4 separate regions of the Mus musculus genome follow, and all the other regions are linked to region 3. A link is a contact called in public HiChIP or PLAC-seq and promoter capture Hi-C data. All regions are on one chromosome and are shown on one strand. The core of a region is the stretch at or near the end of the contact, and the rest is flanking DNA. Distances in the headings are between cores, read along the strand shown. Region 1 holds the start of Tdp1 (tyrosyl-DNA phosphodiesterase 1). Region 2 holds the start of Calm1 (calmodulin 1). Region 3 holds the start of Galc (galactosylceramidase). Region 4 holds the start of Nrde2 (nrde-2 necessary for RNA interference, domain containing).

What was found. Promoter capture Hi-C pulls out the DNA fragments that hold promoters and counts their contacts. HiChIP or PLAC-seq counts read pairs in DNA pulled down with a chosen protein or histone mark.
Region 1: an H3K27ac HiChIP or PLAC-seq map of trophoblast stem cells shows a contact between it and region 3, with 6 times the contacts expected there. The contact joins the promoter of Tdp1 here to the promoter of Galc in region 3. A contact is called at or near these places in 5 of 39 promoter capture datasets (the 3T3-L1 cell line, 3T3-L1-derived adipocytes, hippocampal neurons and 1 more) and 1 of 115 datasets of contacts at active chromatin or transcription factors (trophoblast stem cells).
Region 2: a contact with region 3 is called in a promoter capture Hi-C map of liver, with 2.7 times the contacts expected there. The contact joins the promoter of Calm1 here to the promoter of Galc in region 3.
Region 4: a contact with region 3 is called in an H3K27ac HiChIP or PLAC-seq map of microglia, with 9 times the contacts expected there. The contact joins the promoter of Nrde2 here to the promoter of Galc in region 3. A contact is called at or near these places in 2 of 39 promoter capture datasets (the 3T3-L1 cell line and liver) and 1 of 115 datasets of contacts at active chromatin or transcription factors (microglia).

What each region holds. Positions count from the first base shown.
Region 1 is chr12:99,882,951-99,885,798 of GRCm38.p6, reverse strand. It overlaps Tdp1 (tyrosyl-DNA phosphodiesterase 1), which reads right to left and starts at 1,281. Exons shown (of 16, transcript NM_028354.5): 1 at 1,247-1,281. Efcab11 (EF-hand calcium binding domain 11) reads left to right here and starts at 2,357. Exons shown (of 6, transcript NM_030172.2): 1 at 2,357-2,517. The coding sequence starts at 2,443.
Region 2 is chr12:100,198,137-100,201,234 of GRCm38.p6, reverse strand. Calm1 (calmodulin 1) reads right to left here and starts at 1,800. Exons shown (of 6, transcript NM_009790.5): 1 at 1,519-1,800. The coding sequence starts at 1,521.
Region 3 is chr12:98,258,065-98,261,149 of GRCm38.p6, reverse strand. It overlaps Galc (galactosylceramidase), which reads left to right and starts at 1,691. Exons shown (of 17, transcript NM_008079.4): 1 at 1,691-2,015. The coding sequence starts at 1,821.
Region 4 is chr12:100,158,347-100,161,362 of GRCm38.p6, reverse strand. Nrde2 (nrde-2 necessary for RNA interference, domain containing) reads left to right here and starts at 1,710. Exons shown (of 14, transcript NM_001290303.1): 1 at 1,710-1,823. The coding sequence starts at 1,760.

The sequences.
Region 1 (2,848 bases), core at 32-2,531, 1.6 Mb before region 3:
GTCTGAGAGTTCACTGGCCAGTCACCCAGAAAGAAAACTGCCGCCATCTTCAGGTTCTGTGAGATTCTGACTCACTAGAACAGGGCAGAGCGCAACTGAGGAAGACAGTCGGAAACTGCCTGTATAGGTGTGTGTACAAACACACACACACACAACAGCTGATGAAAAAAAAAAAGGCACTCCGCTTAGAACCTTGCTTCCACTATTCCCCGGTTGGCTGAGCAGACTCAGTATTTCTTCTATATAGACACTACTCCTCAGACATTTAAGACAGAGGCACCAGATTCTTCCAAGGTGGTCCTTCCTCTGAGCCGGGAAGTAAGCAGAATTGAGGTCGGGGATAAAGAGTTAATAATATAAAGCTTCTATCCTAGACAGGTTTAATTTCAGGGTGAAAGGCACACATTAACACATAAAAAGCCTAAAAGTCAAGATGACTACAGATGCTCACTACATTTTACAGGGATAACTTTTCTTTGGAATCATTTGTGGCATAGCATGAGACCTGGGAGGGAAAGGAATCCGCGGGCTAAAAGGCAGTCGAGAAACATTCCAGACAGATGGAATCCAACCTGCTGAAGGCCAGGAGGAGGTAGCTAGGTTCTAACTGTAACACAGGAATGGTCCAGAAAGAAGGGGTGGGGACAGTAAGGCAAGTTAAAAGCCGAATTTTATTCTAAAGACAATGGGACTCCCAGTGAGAGTGCCTTGGCCCGTCTAGTCTTTTAAAATGATCATATGTAACACAACTTTGTGCACACGTGGCGATAAGGACGCTTCTGCAGGAGCTGGGCTGTGGGGTGCTGACGATGGTCAAGGAGCAGTAATTTGGGGGTACAGTAAGCAAATCGTAAAGCTGCCAACGTTCCCCGAGCGCTCAGCTCTGCCCAGACACAATTCCAAGCGTACAGACTCATTTCAACCTCAAGACAGCCCAATATCACGGCGGTGTCCCTGGTGTGGAGCGTGGTCCACGGAGGGAGCGAAGGCCAGCGGCTCTGCAGCGCGTCCCAAGGGTTAGGAGCGCAGGGTCCGGGGCTCCCGGGACTCAGAGCGGAGGAACCCTGCCCAAGGACCCCGGCCTCGCCGCTCTCCTCGCGGTCCTCACCGAGCCCTGCTGGCCTTCCACTACCACATCTGATGGCAGCGGCCATCGCGCCGCCATGAGGAGGGCGGGCGCAGAGTTACCGCCGCCGCTGCCGCCAGAGCCCGCCCCGAGCCGGCGCCCGCAGCGGCAGACACCTACCTGACCCGCCAGGCCGCCGCCGCCGCCGCCGAGACTCCGCCCCGCGGCGCGCCCGCGCATGCGCGCAGTTCAAACTCGCCGGCGCCGCCGCCTAGCTAGCCAGCCGCTTCCCCTTCCGGAAGCCCCCCACTGGGTCCTAAAGACAGCCTCATTTGCCTGAGACCAAGAGGACCAGAAAAGAGCCGAATGAACGCCTCACTCTCTGCTAGTTTCCTGTTGAAAGAAGAGAGAAACAGAAAGCTGTGGTAGCTTCTCTCTCGAGGTTAATTTGCAAACAACGACTCCATTCTGGGGATGCTTTTAGGCAGCTTCAGGCTCTCAAGGCTAAGACAGCGGCGTGCTCTGGGAGATGGGTGAGCGGTAGAAAAAGACAGCTGCTTCAGACTTTAAAATCGACTGCTAGATAAAAAGTTAAATGAGCTCCCATCAGACTCAGAACCTCCTTTGAAGGTTTCTCCTTTGAAACGGTCATGTTCTTGTCAATCTCACTGATTTGCCAGAAGGGTAGAGGGTATTCCTCATCTTCTATAAAGATGTCTGGTATGGGATTCTTGTGCTGTTCCTTAAGTCAGCCTCACGTCAGGCATCGCCTTCCGGGGGGTTGAATAATCAATTCTGTGTAAACATTCAAAAAAACGGGACATTCCGTTTAATTGTCCTAGACACAGTGTTACGTGCCAGGGTTACCAAGAGGGCGAAAATAAACATAGTAGCTGCTCTGCGAAGGCCGTCCAAAGACTTGCAGTTTAAAAATGAATCTTGGTGTTCACTCATTATTTGTGTTTGTGTGCTTTTTTTTTCACATTCTTCGTGTGTCTCCTGCCAAATCTAGCAATGACACGGGTCAGAATAATCAAAAAGAGTTTATTGTAAATTTGGGAGAGAGCCTGAAAGCAATCAAAACGAGTTAAGAGAGCCCAGAGGTACCAGACCTCCCTTAAGACAAGAAAAATCGAGTAGGGGCGGGGCCAAGGTCTGGGAGCGGGCCTTGAGGCCCCGCCCCATCGTTAAACAGCGCCTTTAACCAATGACAGTACGAAATCAACGCCAGTGGCTCGGAGACTGACCAATGGGAGGAGACGTTGGAGTTGCGCGGCGAAGTTGAGTCCCAGCGGTGGTGGGCGAGGCCGCAGTGGCTGGTCTGTGTTCTCGCTGCAGCGGAGGAGACGCCTGGCTTGGTCTCCGTGTCGGTGGCGATGTTCTTGTCAGAGGCAGGCGCAAGGCCCCGAGCAGGCGAAGCCAGCGCCTCAGAACGCAGGAAATGGGTGAAAGTAGGTGTGGGAGCGCGACCCGAGTTCAGACTTAAGCCTGACCAGGGCCACTTCTGTCACCCCTCTTGGTTCTGGCATTGCTGCAGGACTCTGATCACTTCCCCGCCCACCACACTGTCCACGGATAATCACCTCGACCTCCTATCCGTCCCATCACCTTCCCAATCCCAGGACTGAGCTTTCGAGTACAGTTTATTCCAGCGGTTTAGAGGAATGGATTTGTCAGCCCCTTAAACTTGGTCAAGTTCCTTAAACTTTGGGGAGAGGGGACAGAGGGAAATCTTTAACTCGGCGGTTATATTGCTTGAGAATTAAAACTAGAGTACTGAAA
Region 2 (3,098 bases), core at 551-3,050, 1.9 Mb before region 3:
GAACTTCTACTTTTTAAATTCTAAGTGGGTCTTCCCTTCTATCCATTACTGGAAGCTACTTTTAAGGCAAATGGAGACACGATTTATGTAATGCTCGCCATGTCAGTCTTGCACGACAGGAAGCACTGTCACACCTCGTAGGAGAAACCAGCTCACCAAGGAGAGGAGTTCCACCTCCTCGGGAAAATTCTCTGACTAGAGGCCTGTCAAGTGCATCTACCTTCGGGACAACGACTCCCCCACCTCAACCCCAAGTCATTCTGGCTTTGGGTCAAAGGCGTTCCAGAACCTGCCGAGAACGACCTAGCCACCTTGCCAGGGCTGAAGGTGCTGCTGGTGATGTCAGCTCTGCCTGGCGAGGGAGAAGGGGGCTACGGCACACGCACACGGCCAACCACATATTCGCATCTGGCAATCCAGAGGCGGCAGAGAAAGCGGAAACGTACAGATGGGCATCTCCCTGCCGCCCAGGGAGCAGCGAGAGACAAGGGGCATGCCGGGCGAGGGGCCGCACTAGGGTGAAGACCCAAAGGGGCCCCAGGACCGTGGTGCTGCCTATCTCCAGCACCTCCCACCGCTCCTGCTCCCCCAGGCACTGAGCCTGCCGCCGCCTCCTCCCCAGCAGAAACTTTGCGTCTCTAATGGAAACCGAGGAGCGCGCCAACTCTCTCCTCCCCCGCCCTGCCGCCCCAATTAGCGCGAGCCGAGCACCTCCCGCGGGAAGGGGCCTCCCCGCGGACACGAGCGATCGCGCCCGTCTCGCGCGGCACCGGGAGGGGGACCGAGGTCGCACGGCCCAGCCACGCGCGCGGCCACCCTGCGGGGCCCCGCCCGGGCGCAGGGCGGCCGCTTCCGCCCTCTCCGCCCCCCAGCCTTCGCCTTCCTGCCCCCAACCCCACCCTTCCCCGGCTCCTTCCTTCCCAGCTCACGCCCGCGCCGCGCCCCCCGGGAGGAAGGAGGGGACCGCAAGCGAGGGGGGACTCCCGACTGGGCTGGTCAGGGGGTCTGAAGGTGGCTGAGGACACCCCGAGGCCGCGGTCCAAGCCCTGTACGTCTCCCGGCTCGCCGCGACCCATTCATTCTCCGCGGTCGGGGACTGACTACCGGGACGTCGCGGCCTGCCCCGCCCGGCTCCCCCGCCCCGCTGGCCCCGGCCGAGGCGCTGCGCTGCAGGCAGCCCGGGTGCGGCGCGTTGGATGCAGTGGGTGCGGGGCTGGCGGAGGGGGTGGATGCGGAAGGCCCCGGTGCAGCTGTGGCAGCGGCTCCAGCCCGCGCACAGCCCACTGTAGAGTCCAGCCCCAGAGGCGCCCAAAACTCAGAGGAGGTTCTCTGGCAGCCAGAGCGGAGATGCAAACCCGAAAATACATCCCCTTTCACTGCAGCTGCTGCGTAACACCTGGCAAAATGGGGTAGGGGGTAACCTCAACCAGGAAAAGGGGGAGACCCCAAGACTCAACTACAAATCTGTTCAGAAAGCTCGGGCAGCTGCTACGTCTGCCACTGCCGATCCCAACCTACCATGGTGCGAGCGAAGGAAGGAAGAACGGAGCAGGCGAGGGTGGCTGCACCAGCGCAGGGGCTGTGACCGCCGAGGTGCCTCCGCTTCTGCTGCTGCTAACGCGCTACCTGCGTTGTGCGCTGAGCCTCAGCCGCCGCCCGACTTCGAGTAACGGCACCACGGACACGAGACTCCCAGCACCACTGCCGTAGCGCGAGCCTGTGTGCCGCGATATATATACGGTGCGCGGTATCCCTCCGCCGCGGCAGTACCGCCTCGCGCAGGGCGGCGCTGCGGCAGCCGGACCTCACCGCAAGGCTCCGCCCCCCAGGCGCGCCCGGCGCGGCGGGCCCATTACGCGGGCAGGGGTCACTGGGGAGTCGGAGACCTGAGCGAGGGTGCTGGTCTGTTGCTGCAAGAGTCCTCTAGAGCTGGAATGCCTGCGTAGCGAAATCTGGGGGGCCGTCCCGGGCTTCCAGGCGCGTGTCCGTCACTCAGCCCCACTTCACCTGTGTGTCCCCCCTCCCACCACTCCTGGTGGCTTCGAGGTTGCAGAGCCACCAATCCTGGGTCCCCCACAGGGGAGGACCTGGAGGAGATCTAGGGGCTGAGGACAGCCGCGGGGAGGCGGAATCCAACCTTAGCTGTAGAGGCGAGAGGACTGTGTTGAGGACACGGTGGTTGGCCTTGGGGAAGAAATTGGTCAGATAATGTTACTTTTCTCATTTTGGAGAACTGTCCGAGGCACAGTTAGAAGCTCAGTTGCTAGGTCTGTGTGGTGTTGACACGCTCAACCAGTCTAGTTTTCGTGTTTTTACATACCTACTAAAATTTTAAAGATGCTTGAAGAGTTGTCCCTTGCTAGGTTTGTTCCTTATTTCCTGTGGCAAATTCTATTAGGCCTGCTTCCAAAATTAACGTAGTGAGCGGCTTATGTCGCCCTCAGAGCCCACGCTTTTGAGTTTTTCCTAATTGTCCTGGTCCTGGAAATTCATAAATTGATATATACAAAGAAGGGGAAAGATACACAGGATCACTCTGATTACAGCTGGAACTTGTGCAGCCAATTGATTCTAGTAGGGTGCTCCACTATCTTAATTACAATCTTAATTATAGTCCTTAAATAATGTTTTAACCTTTAAATTTACTATTCTTTGTTCTTCTGTAAACTAGGGTGGGGGTGGGGACAGGGACGACCAAAAACTGTTTCAGGTCTTAGTTTGGAGCCTGGAACTTAAAAGAAGAAGAAGAAAATCTTAACAAAATGCTGCAGTTTCGTTTCTTGCCAAGACAAAGCGCAGAATTTGATCTTTTGTTTGCAAGGCCAGGACAAGCTGCAGGTTGTTTCTTCTTTCAGAAATTGTGGCAAAATGTGTGATTAGCATGCTCCTCTCTGGAAAGACTAGTTACCTTTCTTTTCTGGCTTTGTCAAAGTTTGCAGATAGGTGTTTTAAAAGATTCAAAAATGTCCCTGAACATTGCAAACGCCAGAGGACTTCTTAGGATCACCTCAGACAGTATGTCAGCAGCTGTGGGACTGCGCTTCAATTTGTTCTTCCTAGAATGCTACAGAAAGGGTTAACCTGCTGTTTAAGGAGAA
Region 3 (3,085 bases), core at 442-2,941:
AGTAAAAGTACTGAAGACAGTAGTCTTGAAACACAGATTTAGGTTTGTCTTTAAGGGGGAGCACAACTTATTCCAAAGATAGTTATGCAAAGCCTATGATCTCTTAAGCCCCAGGGCCTGTCCTGTGTCTTCTCCTTGCCACTCTGGTGTCTCAGGGGCTTGGGTGGGAAACTCAGCTTATTGTATGCTTTCTACTAAAGGGGGAGAGAGAGAGAGAGAGAGAGAGAGAGAGAGAGAGAGAGAGAGAGAGAGATTGATTTCTACAAAATTAGGGGAATCTAAATTCTCAGGACAGTTCACTTTCCTATCACATCAGTCTTACTGACAGTGGAAGGTAGCTTATGATTGTTTCGAGGAAGCATAATTTCACCTTTGTCATCCTTGGGTCCTAAGAATTAAACTGCTGTGACAGACTAGATGGATGAAGCACATAAATTTAAGTTACAGGGCACAGGGGCATACCCTAAGAAATTGAAGACTCCCCCCCCCAAACAAACAAACAAACAAACAGTTAATGATAAACATGCTGAATCTGATCAGGAGCAATTTAGGTTGTAAAATGTGCCAGGCAGAGAGGCAGAGAGGCAGAGAGGCAGGCAGAGAGACAGAGAGAGAGGCAGAGAGGCAGAGAGGCAGAGAGGCAGGCAGAGAGGCAGAGAGGCAGAGAGGCAGAGGCAGAGAGGCAGAGAGGCAGAGAGGCAGAGGCAGGCAGAACTCTCTGAGTTCAAGGTGAGACTGGTAGATGGAACAAGTTCTAAGAACACAAGCTGCCAGCAGGCACGTCCAACCTTTTCTTATCCTGACACTATGTTGTCCGCTATAGACTTCACACTTGAGGTCTGCACAGTTGACTATTTTAATCATAAAAAGTCACAGAATGTCTTGAGTTAAGTTTATGTACAATTTTGGGGTAGGGTGCTTTCATAGCAATCATCTGCTCCATGTGGTCTCAGGCACAGGTTGGATGCACCTGCCAGGGTATTTAACTGGGTAGAGAAGTGAATAGGAAGGCAAGGGTTACTGTAACAGGAGTTGGCAAACATTACCACTTCCTCTATGTAAGTCAGGGCATCTTTCATAAGTGATTTTCATAGTCATTTTTTATTCAAGAAACAGAATAAAGGTCCGAGTATTCTGAACCTATTGTATTTTTTAGGTCTCGCAATTCAAATTACTATATAGCAACATTTTGGACGAGTAATCATATTAACTCTTTTAAGGCTAAAAGACCTGGATATAGCAGACTACTCAATCGAACAAACTTTGTCAGCTAGCATTTGCTAAGTGTATATAAGTGCACAATTATGACTTCCCGAGTGCCTATTATCTTACTTTTATCTTATCCGGAGTTCCCTGACTTGCTGTTCTGGTCTCACGGTGGTTTAGAAAAATTCAGGGTCCTCAAGCCAAGCGACTCAACCAAGGTGACCGCTTAACTGGGGGCGCTTAAAGCCAGGTCCTCATTGCTGTTTCCTACTGGGAATGCTCGGCTAGAGTAGGACCACTCAAAGCCCTCTTTTGACCGTTGTTGACCATTCACTTCCCGTTTTCTAAGATGATCCATCAGGTGAGGTAGGAAGAGTGGTCACTAAGTAATTACACGCAGAGACCGGTCCCGCCTCTTTGACACAGAAGTGACAAGGCAAAGCTCGCTCAACCAGCCCCCCACCCCGCCCCCCCAGCTCAACACAACAGCGGCTGCGCGGACAGCCCGCAGCCCTCACTTAAGATGGCGAAAGCTTCCTCAGCCGCCCGCTCTTCTTCCTCAGGGAGGCGATCGGGCCCGCCTCCCCGGGCGCCACAGTCGCGTGACCCGCACAATGGCTAACAGCCAACCTAAGGCTTCCCAGCAACGCCAAGCAAAAGTCATGACCGCCGCCGCGGGCTCGGCGAGCCGTGTTGCGGTGCCCTTATTGTTGTGTGCGCTGCTAGTGCCCGGTGGCGCCTACGTGCTAGACGACTCCGACGGGCTGGGCCGGGAGTTCGATGGCATCGGCGCAGTCAGCGGCGGCGGGGTGAGCGCGGGCTGGCGGGAGGCAGGAGTGCGGTGCGGCGCAGGGACCGCAGGGACCGCAGGGACCGCCGGGGCCGCCCCCTCCCACAAGCCCCCGCGGCGTTGCCGGGCGAGCGCACGCCGCTTCCCCGCGCGCCGGGGTGAGATGAACCCGGGCTGGCGGTTAGATTGCAATGGGGAGCCAGGCGTCTCGAGGGGACAGGCGTCTGCTGCAGTCAAGTGGCCCGGGCTCGAGGGAGCCCTCGTTCTGGATCGCCGGCCAGGGCTGTCCTTGCCGCGCTGGAAGGGTCGCCTCCGGAAAAAGCCAGAGAGGGACTGCGAAGCCTCAGCGAGATGCTTTGGGGAGGGGGGGGGGTGGGTTCTCTTCCTTCCCAGGGAGTTAGTTGGTGGAGCCGTGAGTCAGAAGACATAGGCAGGGTTTGGGGACCCTTCTTGAACAGTGATTAGCACCCCGTCCCTCCCTGTAAGACCTCTTGGACTCTTTAGAGTTGTGTAAAGCCTGAAGCGATCTGGGATATTGTTTTAAAAGAGGGCCACCTTCATCCACTAACAGAAACTGTGGCGTGTCTGTGTTGGAACGAGGGAATGCTGGCTCTGTTAGGGCACATAAGAATCATTAGGTGCATTGGTTAAAATTTAAGTTGTCTTCCTCTCCCATTCTGACTTTGTTAATAAACACCAGCTAATTCTCAAAAGATGAGGTCTTGAGAGTGATTTCTTGTTGACTCAAAGATCTCAGGACTGGGAAGTGGGTTTGCTTTTAAATTGAAATCTTAAGAGTAGTTTTAGATCTACCGAAAAGCTAGGAGTGCAGTAAAAAGTTCTATACCCCAGTGTGTGTGTGTGTAATAATGAACTAATCTATTCTCAGTTTATTTAAATTTAAAATAGCCAATATTTCTTATACAACCTTAACGTCTCCTTTTGGTATCTTTGTGATAGTAAATCTAAGTGTAAAGGCTTTTTTAAAAAAATGAGATTTCCAGTTTTGCTTAATTTACTCAACTTTTAATTATTAAAATAATTTCATAACCTGGTGTGATGTAGTAAGCCTTAGTGTGTGTGTGTGTG
Region 4 (3,016 bases), core at 461-2,960, 1.9 Mb before region 3:
TTTAGTTAGTTTTGTTTTCTGTTTTGTTTTGAGACAGTGTGATAGTTTGTATATCCTTGGACCAGGGAGTGGCACCATCTGAAGGTGTGGCCTTGTTGGAATAGGTTTGACCTGGTTGGAATGGGTGTGTCACTGTGGGTGTGGGCATAAGATCCTCACCCTAGTTGCTGGAAGTCAGTCTTCCACTAGCAGCCTTTGGATGAAGGCATAGAACTCTCAGCTCCTCCTGTGCCATGCCTGCCTGGATACTGCCATGCTCTCACCTTGATGATAATGGACTGAACCTCTAAACCTGTAAGCCAGCCCCAATTAAATGTTGTTTTTTATAAGACTTGCTTTGGTCATGGTGTCTGTTCAAAGCAGTAAAACCCTAACTAAGACAGACAGGATTTCTCAGTGTAGCCCTGGCTGTCCTGAAACTTGCTTTGTTGATCAGACTGGCCTCAAACTCACAGAGTGAGTGCCAGTGCCTCTGACTCCAGAGTGCTGAGATTAAAGGTGAGCATCATCGTGCCCTGATGCAGATATTGATTTAATCAACTGAGATAACTTCCTGTCAGGTTTGGCGGAACTTGAGATTTACAGTTGAAGACAAGTGGATTCTACTGGCCTCCTTTTTCCAAGTACTTTTAGGGACCTGAAAACTTGGACATTTATTTTGGACACACACAGTTTACATGGTACACACAGTTTACATGGTACACGGAGCTGCTTGGATAGGTTTCCATCCATTCCTTTGTTTAGATGATTAGTCACATCTCTGGGTTTAGCTTTTTTTTTTTTCTAAACTTTATTTTATTGTGGTGCCCTGTGCACTTGGAGGTCAGAAGACAACTTTGTGGAGCCTGGATGAAACTCAGGTATCCATGCTTGCTTGGTAGTACCTTTATTATTTAAGCCATTTCATTGGCTCCTGCACCCAACCTTTTTTTTTTTTTTGGTAGGGGAATCTCAAAAATACTTTATAGGTAAGTATATGCATTTATTGTCAAAGACCTTTATCTTATTGGGACTTTGTACTCTTCTGTATTCCTAGGGTATTTAAAATGACAACTTATATTTGGATCACTTACATTTTGCCGTGGAACTTGTCACATCTCACATAGAAGCTAATTTTTCATTTCTTTTCTTTCTTTTTATTGGCTTTTTTTGAGACATCGTCTCTATACAGTTCTGACTCTCATGGAAATTACTATGTAGACCAGCTGGTGTCGAACTCACAGAGATCCACTTGCCTCTACCACTGAGTGTTGGGACTTAAAAGGGGTTTGCCCCCACACCCAGTTTAAAGCCACCTTTTAAATGCTTCTTATGGGTGAAACAATTGCAATTTGTACATGTATATGTGTACGTATACATACACTCACACACACAATCTTGCAGAGGAGGAAAATGAATCTTACAGAATTTGATTACTTTGATCCAGTTTAAAGGAGGCAATGTGCTTTTACCAGAGGAGCTGAATTCCAGTTTCCACACCTTCCCCCCTCCCAACTTCCTCTTCCGGTTCCTGCTTGTCCATTGTTCAGTGAAGCCGGAGGGCACTAACTACAAGGAAACTGTTCTTCCTCAATCTCACCCTCTTCCCTCCTCCCCTCTCTACCCTTTGGGTCTCCGCACCGCCTTGCCCAGGAGTTAAGCCTTAAAGAGTGCAGGAAGAACTACATTTCCCAGAGTGCCTCGCGAGTCACCGTCCTCCAACCAGAGCTCTCCAGACGGCGCCATTTCTGAGGCAGGAGTGGTAGTGCGGCCTGTGATCATGGCGCTGTTCCCGGCTTTTGCGGACGTAAGTGAGGCCTCCGGTGATGGGGCATTCAGGAAAGGTAAGCACCCCAAAAGAGTCGAAAAAGACATCCATTAAATTAATGGCAGATTTTCGGGCCTGGGTCATGGCCTTTTTTCTTTGCTTTGTTTATCCACCTGTATCCCAGAGTTCTCCGCGGCGCTGCAAAGCCTTCTGGGTCTTGTCTGAAGTGTAGGGCCAGAGGCTCTTTCAGGCGCTACGGTGGTCAAGTAAGCGGAGGGGAAACTAAGCCTACGATGATGTCTGGCGCTAACATTACCGTATTTTTGGACTTCATTCTCCTAGAAGCTGCAATGATACAACTCCATTGCAAAAGAAACCCTCTTAAAATACTTGCAATTGTGGTTGGCGTAATTCTGATTTTTCCTTACTAAATTGTAACCGTCAACAAATTCCGAGACTGTCTATTCATTGTAGCACACTTATTAGAAACACAGGCCCAAAATATAGACGTATTCAATAAGTGTGTCAGGATTGATAATGCAACCTGTTGCATGAACGAAACTAAGTAACAACAGCAACAAATCAGTATAAGGTAGTATGCTACAAATGTCATAGATGAGCCACAGTCAACCATAAAAATGAAACGTTCAGAATTTTGGAATGGTCTTCAAGAGGATATGATTTGTATAGATAAGAATTCAGGGACCTTCAAGGGGCTGTGGAAGAGAAGCATGGGATTAGAGAACTGGGTGCGTATTTTAAATGCTAAGACAAGTGTCAGCTATAATGAAGTTAACCATGGCAGGTAAATGCAGAAAATACATCTAATACTGAAAGTGTACGGTCAAGTTGAAGGGCTGGCAGTGGTGGCATACACCATTAATTTCAGCACTTGGGAGGCAGAGGCAGGTGGATCTCTGAATTCAAGCTCAGCTTGATCTACGTAGTGAATTCTTGGACAGCCTGGGCCACAACATAGAGAGACCCTAATCTCAAAAAAGACCAAACCAAAACAAAATATAGTTAAGAAAATTAACTATATATTATTTAACTATGAGTTACTGTTCAGCTTTCTTTACGGTTGGTTTGCTTATAGGGATCCAAAAGAAGTCAGAATTCTCTCTCTCTCTCCTTTCTCTCTCTTCTTTCTCTCTGTCTTCCTTTTCTCTCTGTCTTCTCTCTCTCTCTCTCTCTGAGAGAGGGGGTGTACTGGCTGGTTTTGTGTGTCAACTTGACACAAGCTGGAGTTATCACAGAGAATGGAGCCTC